2 separate regions of the Capra hircus genome follow, and region 2 is linked to region 1. Evidence: chromatin contacts called from public Hi-C data. All regions are on one chromosome and are shown on one strand. The core of a region is the stretch at or near the end of the contact, and the rest is flanking DNA. Distances in the headings are between cores, read along the strand shown. Region 1 holds the start of XXYLT1 (xyloside xylosyltransferase 1). Region 2 holds the start of LSG1 (large subunit GTPase 1 homolog).

Region 1 (3,558 bases), core at 908-3,407:
CAGAAGCAGACTTAGAGAATGAACTTACTGTTACTAGATAGGAAGGATTGGGGAGGGGAGAATAAGGAGTTTGGGGTTGACATGTATACAACAAGGACCTACTGTCCAATACAGAAAACTCTGCTCAATATTATGTAACAACCTAAATGGGAAAAGACTTTAAAAAAGAATAGATACATGTATGTGTATAATTGAATCACTTTGCTGTACACCTGGACTTGACACAACATTGTTAATCAACTATATATTTCAATATAAAACAGTTGGGGGAAAAGGACTGTTCTTAAAAAATTATATCACCTTTCTTAAACTATGAAACTATGTAGTCAATATTCAAATTCCTCGGTATCTTGTGTTCTTTAAAAAAAGATTTTTCAAATCAGAATTTATGTAAGTTCCATTCATTGCAATTGGCTAATGTATCTGTTGAGTCTGTAAATCTATAGGTTCTTCCTCCATTTGTCACTTTAAAAAATTTCCAATTACAGTTTGTTGACTACAGCACCAACAGCACCTTTGTTTTCTAAAAATTAAAAAAAAATTACCTATTTTTGGCTGCACTGGGTTTTCATTGCTGTGTGTAGGGTTTCTGTGGCTGTGGGCGAGTGGGCTTCTCGTTGTGGTGGCTTCTCTTGTTGCAGAGCCCGAGCTGCAGGCACTTGGATTCAGTAGCTGTGGCTTGTGGGGTCTGGAGTGCTGGCTCAGTAGTGGTGCACGGGCTTACCTGTCATGTGGTGTATGGGATCCTTCTGGGCCAGGGATTGAAAGCGTGTCCCCTGCACTGGCGGGCGGACTCTTAGCCACTGGGTCACCAGAGAATTCCCAACAGCGTCTTTAGTGTCACTTTACTGATGAACATTTGATTTTAATACCTTGTCATCATAAACCTAGCTCTGCATTACCCTTGTGGCTAAATATTTGAGTACATTTTCCCTTATTCTGTTATGAAAACGATGGTTTACAATGGGTGGGTATATTTCTGATGCTCATTCACTGAGTCAAGCACCATCAGTTACTGGAGATATTATGGTTAAAGAAAGACACACTGCCTGCTCTCTTGAAGTCTTGCCTTCTTGCAGCAGAGAAAGATGGGAATGGGTAGTTCTTAGGTGGCCCTTATGGTATCCTTGAGGATGATGCCTCATCTGGACACTGCAAGGGCTGGTGTTTAGAGACCACTCTTTGAGGCAGGGACACCCAAGCCAAGGTCTGAAGCAGGAGAGGTTGACTGTGTGAAAATCCAGGGCACTGCTTTTCAAACTTTGGCTTGCAGAAGAATCACCATCAAGGCCCAGGCTCGTTGAAGGTAATAGGGCCTGAGGCTTTGTGTTTTATCAAGCTCCCTAGTGCTGCTAGTACCAATAAAATTTTGACAACCACTGTTCTGTGGATAGGAGAGAGAACTGAAAGTTTTCTTAGATTTTAGTGTTGGCAGAATATAGGCACCCTCTTCTGCTGTGGAAGTGTCTGCTTCACTGTCAAGCCTGACACCGTGTGACCTGAGCAAGTGACCTCAGTTACGCCTCAGTTAATTTTGCAAAAACACCGGGTATACAGTAAGTCTCTTTTAAAGTGTTGAAGTCAGTTAAAAAAAAAAAAACCACAAGCTTCCTGGGGAGCTCTCAACCACCCAAAGTTTGTGGTAGGTGGCCCCCCTGGTGGCTACATCCCATAGGTTGCCTCTGGTCGGCCTCAGAGATGCCAGGTGAGGTGAGCAAGTGATTCATACCTCGGGTGTCAATCCTACTTCACCGAGAATGGGAAAGGAGTTGCTAGTTTAAATTCTTCAGCCCTAGTCGCCAAGGTGTGAAAGGAGTCAGGGAGAGGACAGAAAGCCTTCAAGAAATTAGGAGGGAAAAGATAGAGAACATTTTTTGTGCGTCCAGTTTAGTCTTTTTGCTTCCGAAGGCTTAGCTTCGGTTTCTAGCGCCTGGGGCTGTGCGCTTAACGAGGGCCATTTTCCACAGACCGCACAGCCTGCTGGCTTGTGTGGCCAAGTCCTCACCGCCTGTGTCGAACACGCTGGAGGGACTCCCGCAGGCTCACCGCCCGACCCCGCTGTAATCCTTCTGAGCTTAGGACCCAGTGGCTGCCAGGCAGCCTGGCACCGCCTCTCCGCGTATCAGCGCCCGCAGATTGGCAGCTCGGCTCCGCCCCCGCCATGGCTGCCGCCAGCTGCCGGGGCTGCTAACTTGCTGCCGGGATACTGGTCTCTGCCGCAACTCGCCGGCTGATCTGTTCGCGGGCCGGCGGCGCATGGGTCTCCTCCGAGGCGGGCCCCCGTGCGCTCGGGCCATGGCGCGTCTGGGCGCTGTGCGCTCCCACTACTGCGCGCTGCTGCTGGCCGCGGCGCTGGCGGTCTGTGCTTTCTACTACCTGGGCTCGGGCCGGGAGACCTTCTCCAGCGCCACCAAGAGGCTGAAGGAGGCCCGCGCCGGGGCCCCTGCTGCGCCCTCGCCGCCGGCGCTGGAGCTGGCGCGGGCATCCTTGGCGCCGGCCCCGGGCGCTAAGGCCAAGAGCCTGGAGGGCGGCGGGGCCGGGCCGGTGGACTACCACCTGCTGATGATGTTCACCAAGGCCGAACACAATGCCGCGCTGCAGGCCAAGGCCCGCGTCGCCCTCCGCTCCCTGCTGCGCCTCGCGAAGTTCGAGGCGCACGAGGTGCTTAACCTGCACTTCGTAAGCGAGGAGGCCAGCCGCGAGGTGGCCAAGGTTTTGCTGCGGGAGCTGCTGCCGCCCGCCGCCGGCTTCAAATGCAAGGTGAGCGGGGCCCCAGCTAGAGGCTCCGGGTAGGTGACTCGGTCATTGTGGGGCCTGGCCTGGATCCAGGGGTCAGGAGGGAGGTGTCTTAGTTGCGATGCCCATTGCCAGTGCCAGCAGAAGCTTAACCCCTTAATCCGTACCCTACCTGAATTGTGCGTTCACAGCACGCTGCAGGCATGGTCCGGGGGGCGTGTCTCGGAGCCTCTATTAGCTGACTTCGTTGATCCTAGCTTCCCTTTAACTGCGGCCCCCTGGAGAATCAGCATGCCCGCTCTTTCCTGGCGTGGTTGATTTCAGCAGTCAGTGCCTTTAAGTCTGCCCCTCTTTTTATTCTTTTCAGTGTTTGACTTTTGAGGATGGAGCAGGTCACTTGAAGGTGCAGTGTCTGCTGGACAAGGTCTTAGGCCGCTTGAGTTGTTCAAATTACAGTGACATTTCTCATAGCTCTAAGGATTTCAGTTGAAACTGGTCCAGCCCAAACCCAGCCCATGTGAACCATTTCATCTCCTCAGTGTGCCTCCTCCTTCCCTTCTCTTCAGGGTCATGAACCCATTTAGAGAAGCAGCGGGTTCCTCCCAGCAAGAAAGTGCTCCAAGAGGTAAGGATATAAGATCTGGAGAGGGCAGAGCAGAGATAGTCATCTTGTTCCAGGCTGGACCGCCTGGCTCTGCTTGGGAGAGATTGTGTTCTTCATTCAGTCAGCTCAGTCACTCAGTCGTGTCGTGACCGACTCTTTGCGACCCCATGGACTGCAGCACACCAGGCCCCCCTGTCCATCACCAACTCCTGGAGCTT
Region 2 (3,738 bases), core at 346-2,845, 560 kb after region 1:
GTTGCTCAGTCGTGTCCGACTCTTTGTGACCCCATGTACTATAGCCTACCAGGCTTTTCAGTCCATGAGATTTTCCAGGCAAGAATACTGAAGCGGGTTGCCATTACCAAAGTGAAGTGAAGTTGCTCAGTCGTGTCCGACTCTTTGCGACCCCATGGACTATAGCCCACCAAACTCCTCTGTCCATGGAATTCTCCAGGCAAGAATACTGAAGTGGGTTGCCATTTCCTTCTCCAGGAGATCTTCCCGACCCAGGAATCGAACCCAGGTCTTCTGCATTGTAGGCAGATTCTTTACCAACTGAGCTATCTGGTGAAAGTGCACTCCAATTCAGTTAGAGTCAGCAGTGAGATACAGCCCACAGCAGGGCTTAGCAGGAAATGCAGACATGGGTGGGGGATATGGTTCCAGCTCTTCCTGACCCAAACTTGCTGTGACTGACTTCTAGCCAATGCTCTTCAGGGTCTTCATCTGCACCAGCAGGAAATGGACTTCTCTTGCTCTTCAGAGTGGCCTGTGGGCCAGACCAACATCATCATCATCTCCTGGAAGGACCCAGTGCCGCCAGACCCTAGACCTTATCAGTCAGAATCAGCACGTTAGTAAGATTCCTAGAGGGTTCACATGCACATCAAAGTTGGGGAAGAACTAGGTTCTAAAATACACAATAACAACCGTCATTCTCCCCTCTTATCCGCCTCAGGAACGGATAAAATATTGAGGAGACTTGGGTTTGATGCCTGACCGAATATATTTCAGCTATGATTTGGGCACTCTGCTTGCTCTCAGAGCATCACAACAATGAGGTGTTCTCCTGATTAATGAGAATAGAGTTAAAACCCCCAACACCCTCATAACTCTAATCCAACTTCTCTAAAGATAAAGTGAGGAGCAAAAGGCGGCAAAGAGTGGAGCGGGGTTACTGCTTTTACTTTATTTTAATTTATAGGAAAATTTAAATACAATTCTAGCTAGGAGTTTTAAATGCTTTTTAAAAAGCTATTTGGAAAAATAACCAAAAACGTTTAAGTCAGATTCCTTTGGCTTTCCTTGCAACCTTGTCAAGCTCTTTCCATTCCAAACTGCCATCCACGCAGGAACTCTTCTCACCAATTCACAGCTTGGGAAGACCAAGTAAACACAAAGCTGTTTAGTTGCCAGGCGTGACCGCGATGAAGCCACACCTTAAAACACTAGGCCGAAAATTAGCGCCAGGAAGCAACGCCACCTAGCGCTGCAGGAACACCCTTCACGCAGGTCTCCACCTCCTCCTGACGAAATTAACCGGAGGCGTGGCTGCTACCGCAAGAATGCCCGGCCACTTTTTTCCGAGTCTCCTAGTTGTACCCCGAACACTAAAAATCGACGCACAAATTTAGACGGTACCATTCGTTTAATCTAATCGCCTTACCCAACTTTGAGATATTCTTAGGAATATATATTGAAAATTAAGCTCTGAAGCCACCTTTTGCATTTAATTTCTATCGTAGTGGCAAATGTGAGATATATAAGTGGCGATTTGAGGCAAATTTTTCTGTTTCCCTGCGACTTCGGGCCTTAACCACTTGGGCTCGCCTACACGTCACTTCCGGAGATCGCGCTCCTGATTACCCAGAAAGCTGGTGTGACTCTTGCTTGCGGCTTTTCGTTCGTGTTCTGGACAAGCATGGGTCGGAGGAGAGCGCCAGAGGGTGGAACCCTTGGCCGGGCTCTTATCCGCCAGCAAGTTCAACGGAGCCGTAGCCACCGCCACCCTGACTCCTGGGTAAAAACCTTGTCTTTCTGCCTAGTTGTGAGTCTGAACGCTGCGAAATTTACGGTCAGAATTCTCAGGAAAATATTCCAAAGGAAATGATACCAAAGTAGGGTTTCTAGGGATGAATACAGTTGCCCCCCGGTAACGGCGGGGATCCGTTCTAGGCATCCCCCCCAGACCCTCTCGGATACTGAAATGCGCAAATGCTCAAGACCGTTAGAATCGACCAGGCGGATAAACAGGCCCTCCTAGCAAGACACGGCCCAGAGGTGGAGGCTAATGTGATGAGGTCGGAGTGAGATCTTGAAAACCAGGGCAAAAGTTTGATATCCTATAGGCCGTGGAAGCATTTGGAAGTTTCTGCACAGGAATGACGCAAAAACGACTTCTTCTTGTATTCATTTTTCTAAAGAATTGATCCTCCAAGAGCCGCTGGTTGGTAGCAAAAGTACAAAATAACTCAGATTCGTGCTCCACTTTTTTTTATTCCCTAGTGGTGTTACTCAGAACTGGACAGCATTTCTCCAAAGTGTGGCGGGCCTAGTAGCTTCCTGGGCCTGGAAACGGCCGTAGTTTTAGGATCCTTGAAGAGCGGATGAAGTGGTTTGATTTGTAATTGTCATTTTGACATTTATTCCTCGAAGTGTTTGAGAATTCACAAAGTTCTCAGTAAAGAACTAGATTCTAATCCTTACCCTGATTTTTGCTGATTCTGTGGCCTTTGGGCAAACCACCTAGCCTTTTAACCTTCAATTTTTTCCTTTATTTGTACCTGTACAGAGCATGTAGCTTAGGATGGTGTTTATCTTATCAAACTGAGGTGTGTCTGGAATCAGATCAGTAAGTGGCAACTAGCCAAGCTTTTCACCCCACAGAATAAAACTCAAGAAAATACCACATTGTGTGTAATGTAATAAAGGTAACTTTCAGGATTCTTTTGTTTTCACTTTACTGAATGGTACACAGCATCTCACAGTATCTCACAGCATTTAAGTCACTATGTGAAGTGTATTTCTTACTGTGGGTGTCTGTCTAAAAAAGTTGACCAACAGTGGCTGCCAGAACCAGAGTATGGTTTATGGGTTTAGATTCAAATACCTCTGCCACTTATTAGCCTATGACTGTAGGCAATTTATTCTATCCAGTTTAATCCTGATTGAGATATGAAGTTTATTTCAAAAGATTTTGAAAATCAAATAAAAGGAAAATAATTATAACGAGGTAAGAAAGGGCTCATTTAAATGTTAACTGTTACTAGTGTTGACTAAAAGAGCTAACACCACCCTCAAGGCCATAGAATGGTTTTTTGGGAATCCCAGGGACAGGGGAGCCTGGTGGGCTGCCGTCTGTGGGATCACACAGAGTCGGACACGACTGAAGCGACTTAGCAGCAGCAGCAGTGTTTATTTGGATGTGAAGAGCAGAAGAAAGCAGCTCTCTTTTTTTTTTTTCATTTTACAACATTTTTTTTAATTTTTTTTAATTTTAAAATCTTTAATTCTTACATGTGTTCCCAAACATGAACCCCCCTCCCACCTCCCTCCCCATAACATCTCTCTGGGTCATCCCCATGCACCAGCCCCAAGCATGCTGTATCCTGCGTCAGACATAGACTGGCGATTCGATTCTTACATGATAGTATACATGTTAGAATGCCATTCTCCCAAATCATCCCACCCTCTCCCTCTCCCTCTGAGTCCAAAAGTCTGTTATACACATCTGTGTCTTTTTTGCTGTCTTGCATACAGGGTCGTCCTTGCCATCTTTCTAAATTCCATATATATGTGTTAGTATACTGTATTGGTGTTTTTCTTTCTGGCTTACTTCACTCTGTATAATCGGCTCCAGTTTCATCCATCTCATCAGAACTGATTCAAATGAATTCTTTTTAACGGCTGAGTAATACTCCATTGTGTATATGTACCACAGCTTTCTTATCCATTCATCAGAAAGCAGCTCTCTTACCCTCCTATGTTTTACTC

The links. Hi-C and Micro-C count contacts between places; a contact is called where the count stands out from the background.
Region 2: a contact with region 1 is called in a Hi-C map of blood, with 12 times the contacts expected there. The contact joins the promoter of LSG1 here to the promoter of XXYLT1 in region 1. A contact is called at or near these places in 3 of 5 Hi-C or Micro-C datasets (all in blood).

The regions. Positions count from the first base shown.
Region 1 is chr1:72,056,537-72,060,094 of ARS1.2, forward strand. XXYLT1 (xyloside xylosyltransferase 1) reads left to right here and starts at 2,158. Exons shown (of 4, transcript XM_005675095.3): 1 at 2,158-2,760. The coding sequence starts at 2,257.
Region 2 is chr1:72,613,063-72,616,800 of ARS1.2, forward strand. It overlaps LSG1 (large subunit GTPase 1 homolog), which reads left to right and starts at 1,596. Exons shown (of 14, transcript XM_018046507.1): 1 at 1,596-1,765. The coding sequence starts at 1,667.